Linked DNA regions of Mus musculus: region 2 is linked to region 1. A link is a contact called in public HiChIP or PLAC-seq data. All regions are on one chromosome and are shown on one strand. The core of a region is the stretch at or near the end of the contact, and the rest is flanking DNA. Distances in the headings are between cores, read along the strand shown.

Region 1 (3,605 bases), core at 783-3,282:
TTCTGGAAGAAGGAAGGCACTTCAGCCAGAGCTCAGCCTGACTGGACTATGGAAGTCAGTCTGCCACATGGATACTGAGGACTGGGGCAAAGACACAAGGTGGGAAGAAAGATGGCCAAGGCATAGCGACACACAGTAAGATTAAAGGAGAAGAAATAGAAGACTCGAAGAGGAAACAGACTGCTGCTTCTCTGCATCCTTCTTCCTTTCTCACCACCTAGTTCTCACCAGGGCTGGGCCTGAATGAGGGCCCAGGTTCCCAAGATGGTGATCAGAGAATGCAAACTGTGGGGGCCACAGGTGAATAAGGTGAGCCCCAGGCCCACAGCTGCTGCCCCCCATCTCTTCAGCCCAGGTCCTGAAAGGAAAAGGTAAAGTATAAGCCTAGAACCTTCGGGAGGGGTGATTCCCCACCCCAGCTCCCTCACCCTAATTTTCCACTAGACAAGGAACCTGACTCACCAGCTTTCTTAAAGAGGAAGCCAACAGGGATGGAGATAAGAAGGACCATTAGATATGTCCATTCTTCGGGTGTCATGGTCTGGGGGAGGAAGGACTCACAGTGAGAACCAGTATTCCAGTCCCTTCCTCTTTTGAAGACAGTAGAATCCCCTTTGAGAACCCAGGCCTCCAGCTCACTCCTCCTTCCAGGACCCAAGAATTAAGCCCCCACCCCACCCCTTTGCCAATGTTGAAATCAAAAGTACTTCTACTTCCATTTATGACCCACACCTTCCGGCCAGAAAAACAATCCTTCACAACACCCCTCTTCTCTGAGAGCCCAGGAATCTGTATCATCCTCACCCTCCTGAGTACATTGGAGCCCTTCTGGGTCCCCAATTTCCTCTGCGTCTTACAGGACCCAGTACTCCCACTCCCGCCCAGCTCGGAGAAGCCCAGCATTTAGCATCCTGTTTTCTAAGCTCTGAGCTCTGGGCTCCTCTTTAACCCGTACCTCGGAGAGAAGGCAATGACCCTGTACGATCTGCAAGCACCTTTCGTAGCCCAGCCCCGCGCAGCGAAGGCCAGCGTGTATCCGATTCTGCCTCGGCAGATCCACAGGCGGTTACGCCACCCAGCCCGGCCACGCTCTGGGCGCTGTCCCCGCACCCCGCCACCCTACGATCTTCGTGACGCCGCCATGCAACCCAACCTGGGCCCACCTGAACCGTCCGTGGGCCAGAAGACTGCGGAGCTCCTTTTCGAGGCCGCCTCGGCTCGCGCCACGCCTCCCCAGCTCAGCACGCCCCCGCACTGCCCGTTCTGGAGGGCGCCGGCAGGGCTGCGCGGTCCAGGCCCCGAGAGCCGCGGCTGTACGAGTTACAGCACCGCAAGAAAGGTACCCAGAACACCAGTCTGCCGCAAGATGCCTGTCGCGATCTTTCTAGGAGGTCCCCGGGCAAAGAGCTGCCAGTACGTGAAGGGGCGGGGTTTCGGGTCAGAGAGGCGGGGCCAAGATCTTCGAGTCCCGTTGAGACTTGAGGAGGAGGGACCTGGAGCTCAGAGACAGACTTTCAGCTTCGGATTCCTTCGGGCACACTCGGTCATTCAAGCCCTCGGCATGGAGTGCCACAGCTTCGGCTTACTTCGGGGATAGCCGAATTCCAAAGTCACGGCTCGGAATTAGATGCGTTTACAAACTCGGCCGGATGTAGGCGGGACCACACACTTCGGCTTGATTCGGAAATAATCGGGTCCAAAAGTCGTTGTGTAGTGTTAGGCGGGCTCAAGAACGCAGAACGAAGTAGGCGGGACCGCATGCTTCGGCTTACTTCGGAGATAGTCGGAATCAGCCGGGGTCCGAGAGTCAAAGAACCACGGGGTGTGGGCGGGATCGCATATTTGGACTTACTTCAGATAGCTGAATGCTTTTTCAGGTCACGGTCAAATGATATTGAGGGCAGCCGTTTTGGCCTAACTTTGGAAATAATCAGTAGACTTAACAGGCTGAGCTAATAGTCTTGAGGGAGGAAGGCGGAGCCACAGAAGACCGGAAAACGGCGAAGGGGCGGGGCCGACATGACTGGTGGATTTGGGGGCGAGGCCAGAGCAATGACCCTCAAGGTCCCATTTGTGCAGACCGGAGTGGCAGTGAGGGCTTTCTTGGCTTTTCCGCTTTGCTGACCTGACGGGATGACGGAGGACGCGCTACGTAGGGCCAGCTCCGCCTTAGCCGAGAGTTGGTGTTGGCTAGGGGTTGACTTATTGCCTCTGCCTGAGGACAGTACGACAGATTGAAAGGGAGCCACGACGCACACTGCACCTCGAGTGCGACTGTGGATTCAATCGTAATTGTGAACTCCTTAAATTGGGTAGGAAGTGGGCGGGGCCACAGCTGGAAGAACGATGGGATCTGGCTAGGGTCGAATGCTGAACCTTTTGCAACTTAGAGGGGGTGGCTGATTCTACTGAGCCGAGATCTCCCGCATGCGTTCGGGAATAGAGTCGAGATCTTCCGAAGGCTGAAACGCTTGCGTTCGGGTAGGCAGGACTCCCGATTGAGCCGAATTTAGGATGCTGGAACATCGAACAGCTGGCGCAAGACAGGACTGGGTTTCTTTTAAAGTCCGACTCAGAATAGGCGGGAAAGGCGAATCTGGGCACTTCGAAAGGGGAGGGGCTGGGCTCCAAGTATTTAGAAGAGGGTGTGGCTTGAGCAAACCACCCTACATTGAGGTTCTGAGATTTGACGGACGCATAAGAAGACACCCACTTTGCAAAAAGGGCGGTGCACCACTATGGCGGGAGGTCTCTCTGAGGGGACGAGAGATGGTGGTACGCTTTGGCAGAGAAGATGGTCACCTGGAGCTGAGGGGGAGCGGAACGGTGGGACCTGGGTGAGGGGCGTGGTCTTAACTGGTCCCTGGGTAGATCTTGGCTGGGGGGCGGGGGGGGGCAGGTGGCAACCCCAGCCCCGCCCCTTGGGGGGTGAGGGGCGGGGTCTTGCGCTGAGGGCGTGGAAGACTTCAGTCGGGTCGGTGGGGCTGTTTGGGTGACCGCGACGCACCCCCACTCCGCAGGAAGATGCTGGTGGTGGAGGTCGCAAATGGCCGCTCGCTGGTGTGGGGAGCCGAGGCCGTGCAGGCGCTGCGGGAGCGTCTGGGAGTCGGGGGACGCACGGTGGGCGCCCTGCCCCGCGGGCCCCGCCAGAACTCGCGCCTGGGCCTTCCGCTTCTGCTGCTGCCTGAAGAAGCCCGGCTCCTGGCCGAGATAGGCGCGGTGACCCTAGTCAGCGCCCCGCGCCCGGACCCCCGCAACCATGGCTTGGTAAGAAACGAAAGGCCCTGATAGTGGGAAGGCCTGGGAGGGCCTGTTGGAAGGTTGTAAACTGGTCAGAATTCCTGTCTTCCTAAGGGACTGCAGGATGTGTCTTGGGGTTCCAGTTAAGTTTACTTCTCAGGCCCTAGCATCGTTCAAACGCCAGCAAGAGCAGAGTTTCCAGGATCAGAACACTTTGGCAGCCGAGGCCCGGGAGACCCGGCGTCAGGAGCTTCTAGAGAAGATCGTAGAGGGCCAGGCTGCCAAGAAGCAGAAGCTGGAACAGGATTCAGGGGCAGATGAAGGAGGCCAAGAAGCCGGTGGAAGTGAGGCTACCCAAGGGAGTG
Region 2 (3,605 bases), core at 764-3,263, 1.1 Mb after region 1:
ACCTGCAAAGATCCCAATGTCCCAGCGCTCATGGCCAAGGTGGGCAGGGAGTCCAGACTGTGATCTCCGTCAGCTGGGAATTTGTCTCTCTGGTGAGAAAGAAGCTGTGAGGGGAACCCCAAGCTCTCCCCTTCGTCAAGTGCCCAAGAGAGAGAAGTGACTGTCATTCTATATTCCCTGTCCCTCCAATCTCCTACCATCTGTGCAGCTAGTTGCCGTGTGTCTGCCAGGAGGGATCGGGTTAGGAGAACAGCGCTGTCCAGATCTGCTCGAGGGTCTGAAGAGACTCGAGGGGAGCCAGCTGGTGGCCCAGGGGCAACGACTCTATCTGGCCAGAGGCTCAGCACCACCAGGACCAGGCGACAAACACCTGTGGACAGAAGGGAGAAATCAGGCCAAACTCTGGGTCTGAGGGAGTAGGACTGGGGTCTAGATTCTTCTGCCTCTGAGGAAGAAGGGCTAGAGTCTAGAACCTGGGTCTGAGTGAGGTAAGCTAGGGTTCGGAATTTTGGTCTTGAAGGACTGTGGTCTGGACTTTACGGTCTGGAGGAGGAGGGATGGATGGAGCCTGGATTCTGGGTCTGAGGGAGGGCAGGCTGGGCCTCGGGACCCTGGATCTGCAGAATAAGGGCTAGACTCTGGACTCCAGGTTCTAGGGAGAAGAGCTGAGGTTTGGGCTCCTGGGTCTGAGGGAGGAGGGCTGGAGTCTGAACGCCTGGATCTGAGGGAGGAGGACCTGGAGGTCTTGAGTCTCAGGGTGGGGCGCCCCGGGGCAGGTCGCAAAGCCCGAGCCCGGGCGGGCTTCCCTCTCCCTCCCTGGCTCTGGCTGCCCCGCCCGTCGGAGCAGACGCGGCCCGGGGCGGGTAGACGGGCCGGGCGTCTCCCGTCCGCCCCCGGACGCCGGAATCTGGGCCCCGGGGCGGGGCATGACGGGGGGGGGGGAGGTACAGGCCAGAACCTGCCCCCCTCCCCTGCCCCGGGAGCCCTAGCCGGCCTGGGAACAGTGGTAGGAGTCAGAGACTGGAGCTGACACCCGAACACACGGATTCCTCTCCAGGAAGGTGCCTGGACCCATTCCCATATGCCCTCAAAGGTGGCTGCAGAGGGCTGGGCCGTTGGGTCGGGGAGGACCTGGGCGCACCTGGTCTGAGAGGCGCTCAGGGACGCACGCAGCTGAAGACCCGTCGGGCCGCGTTCGGGGCTCAGGGGCTAGGGACAGCTCCTTTGCCGGCTGCCCATCCCCCAGCTGCCCCGCCCACCTCTGAGACAGCCAGCCAATCAGAGCCCCCCGGGCCACCAAGCTCAAGTATCACACCCCCAGCCCGCCCCCTGGTCCCCTCTAGCTATGCCTAGTCCTTCGCAAGCCCCTCCTGGGCCGTCTGTCGGTGCACCCGTCCCCTAGCCGGTGCGCATCTGTCTGGCTCTTTAAGCTCTCTGTCCGCACCTCTCTTTCGTCTGCCTCCCCTGCCTGTTTCTCGTCCTCTGGGGCTTGCTGTCATCTGGGATTCTCTGCCTCAGTTTCCCACCCTGAGACGCGCTGTTGGAGTTCGTGGTTGTCTCTGTTCCTAGATTCCCACTGACTCCCTGGGATACCCGATCCCTTAAGGATCACCTCCCTCCCAGCATCTGTCCCTCTGTCCTTGTCTGGCTGTCCCTTGCCTTGTTCTGTCTCTTTCTCTGTCCATCTCTTCTCTTAAACTCCCACTTTTCTCACTATTCTTTCTCAATCTGACTCCCCGTGACTCCTCTTTTCTATCCCTCTGTCCCTACTCTGCTTCGCATCCTCCCCACTCCCTCAATCCTTCCCCCCCCCCAACCCTGTCCCCTCACCCATGAACTGGAACCAACTTACAGTTCATGTCCCCACAGGCCAGGGGTTCCCCAGGGCAGGGGGCAGGGAGCCGGGGGGGGGGGCTTTAACCCTTCCCTGTCCGCTGCCGGGGGACCCAGGGGGTCAGCTGGGCCTCGGCCTGGGGAGGGGAGGTTTGTGAGTGTGAGCAGCAAGGGCCAGGCAGTGAGGGAGTGTGTACGCCTGGGGGGTTATATAGGGGGCCGGGGCGGGCGGGCGGGGGGCAGGCAGCAGGGGAGGGCGGCCTGACACATCCTGACTCACCCTCCCTCCTGCCTTTTCCATTCAGACGAGCCGGCTGCCTAGCAGGGCTCACACCGCCTTGCTTGGAGGAGGGCACGGAAGGAAAAGTTGGAAAAGTTGAAAAGTGAAGGGGGGGTGGTCTGAGAGGGGCCGGTGAGGTCATTGGCGTCCCCTCCCTCCACCTCCACGGGCTGGGACAGACACACAAGGCTCAAGAGCTCTATGGAGCCTGGCTGTGGGTGGTGGTCTGCATGGACCAGGACTAGTACTGAGAGATGGTGAGGCAGTAGAAGAGGCAAGTCCAGGGCCTGAGGAGGTGGAGGTGAGGGGGGAGAATCTGGACGACAGAGAGAACACTGGGGCAGAGATGGAGCCTCTAAACCCAGAATGGCTGACAAATGCACAGAGATGGGGACAGCAGGATATAGAGATACCTAGCCTCTGAGATGGAGAGACACTGGGAACTGAGGAGCTGAGGATGTGGCTCAATTGGCAGAGTGATGGTACATACACACCTGCACTCTCAGCACTGGGAAGGCGAAAGCAGGAGGTTCAGAAGTAAGTTCAAGGTCATCCTTAGCTACACAGTGAGACTGAAGCTAACCTGGGCTACTTGAAACCCCATTTTAAAAAAGAAGCAGCGATCCCCAAGCGGAAAGGGGCCACAGACATGGGAAGAGAAGACTCAGGCTGCAGAAGAATACCAAAGATGAGGTCACCTGGGAGACAGGTTAGATGAGGTAGCTGAGGACCAAAAGAAAAAGGAATAAAGGCTTTCTACAGAGGTGTCTCTGGCTGTGTTGCTGCCCTTCCCCCCAACTTGCCAGTTCTGTAAATGGGGCTGAGACTATCTTCTATGGCTAAGGAGATGACCCAGGGGGTAAGAGTGCTTGCTGCACAAACATGAGGAGCTGAGTTGAATCCACAGCACGTATATAAAAAGCTGAGCATGTGTAACTGCAGCCCTGTGGGTGGAGAGGTGGAGATGGCGGGGTCACTAGGGCTTGTCTTCCAGCCTAGCTCCAGGTTCAGTGAGAGACCCTTTCTCAAGAGCGTAAGGTTGAGAGTGCTAGAACTTCCCAGTGTCCCCCTCTGGCCTCTGTACACTTGCATGTAAGTACAGATAATCTACCCACATATACATACACTCCCAGACACACATACATCCCTTCCTACCCCTAAATGCCACAGTGAGGAGTCTTGTACAAACTACTACTAGAGAAATGTTTTTGATCTCATGGTTACAGTTTATCAGCTATACTGAGGCACAGGTAGTCACTGCGAGAGATGGCAAAATGAGTGGTGAGTGGATGGGTACTAGAAACTTAGACAAAGCCGCATTCAGAGAAGGGGGTGTCTATCCAGGAAAGAGCCAAACACACCAGTTCAGTGACTGCAGCAATACCCACATACCGTGTTCAACAGGTGACTACCATTGGTTCAGAATTCACAGGCCCTTAAGGGATGGCGACACCAAAATCAGCTCACATATATTCCCAGAAGCCTCCTCAAG

What was found. HiChIP or PLAC-seq counts read pairs in DNA pulled down with a chosen protein or histone mark.
Region 2: a contact with region 1 is called in an H3K4me3 HiChIP or PLAC-seq map of stem cell-derived neural progenitor cells, with 4 times the contacts expected there. The contact joins the promoter of Il11 here to the promoter of Tsen34 in region 1. A contact is called at or near these places in 3 of 39 promoter capture datasets (embryonic stem cells, liver and second pharyngeal arch cranial neural crest), 1 of 484 Hi-C or Micro-C datasets (embryonic stem cells), 5 of 115 datasets of contacts at active chromatin or transcription factors (embryonic stem cells, fetal liver, pancreatic cancer cells and 2 more) and 1 of 9 other capture datasets (embryonic stem cells).

What each region holds. Positions count from the first base shown.
Region 1 is chr7:3,691,578-3,695,182 of GRCm38.p6, forward strand. It overlaps Tsen34 (tRNA splicing endonuclease subunit 34), which reads left to right and starts at 2,033. Exons shown (of 5, transcript NM_001164204.1): 1 at 2,033-2,312; 2 at 3,021-3,267; 3 at 3,401-3,605. The coding sequence starts at 3,025. It overlaps Mboat7 (membrane bound O-acyltransferase domain containing 7), which reads right to left and starts at 1,409. Exons shown (of 8, transcript NM_029934.4): 1 at 1,164-1,409; 2 at 463-541; 3 at 229-358. The coding sequence starts at 538.
Region 2 is chr7:4,776,128-4,779,732 of GRCm38.p6, forward strand. Il11 (interleukin 11) reads right to left here and starts at 2,014. Exons shown (of 5, transcript NM_008350.4): 1 at 1,853-2,014; 2 at 198-370; 3 at 3-89. The coding sequence starts at 1,859.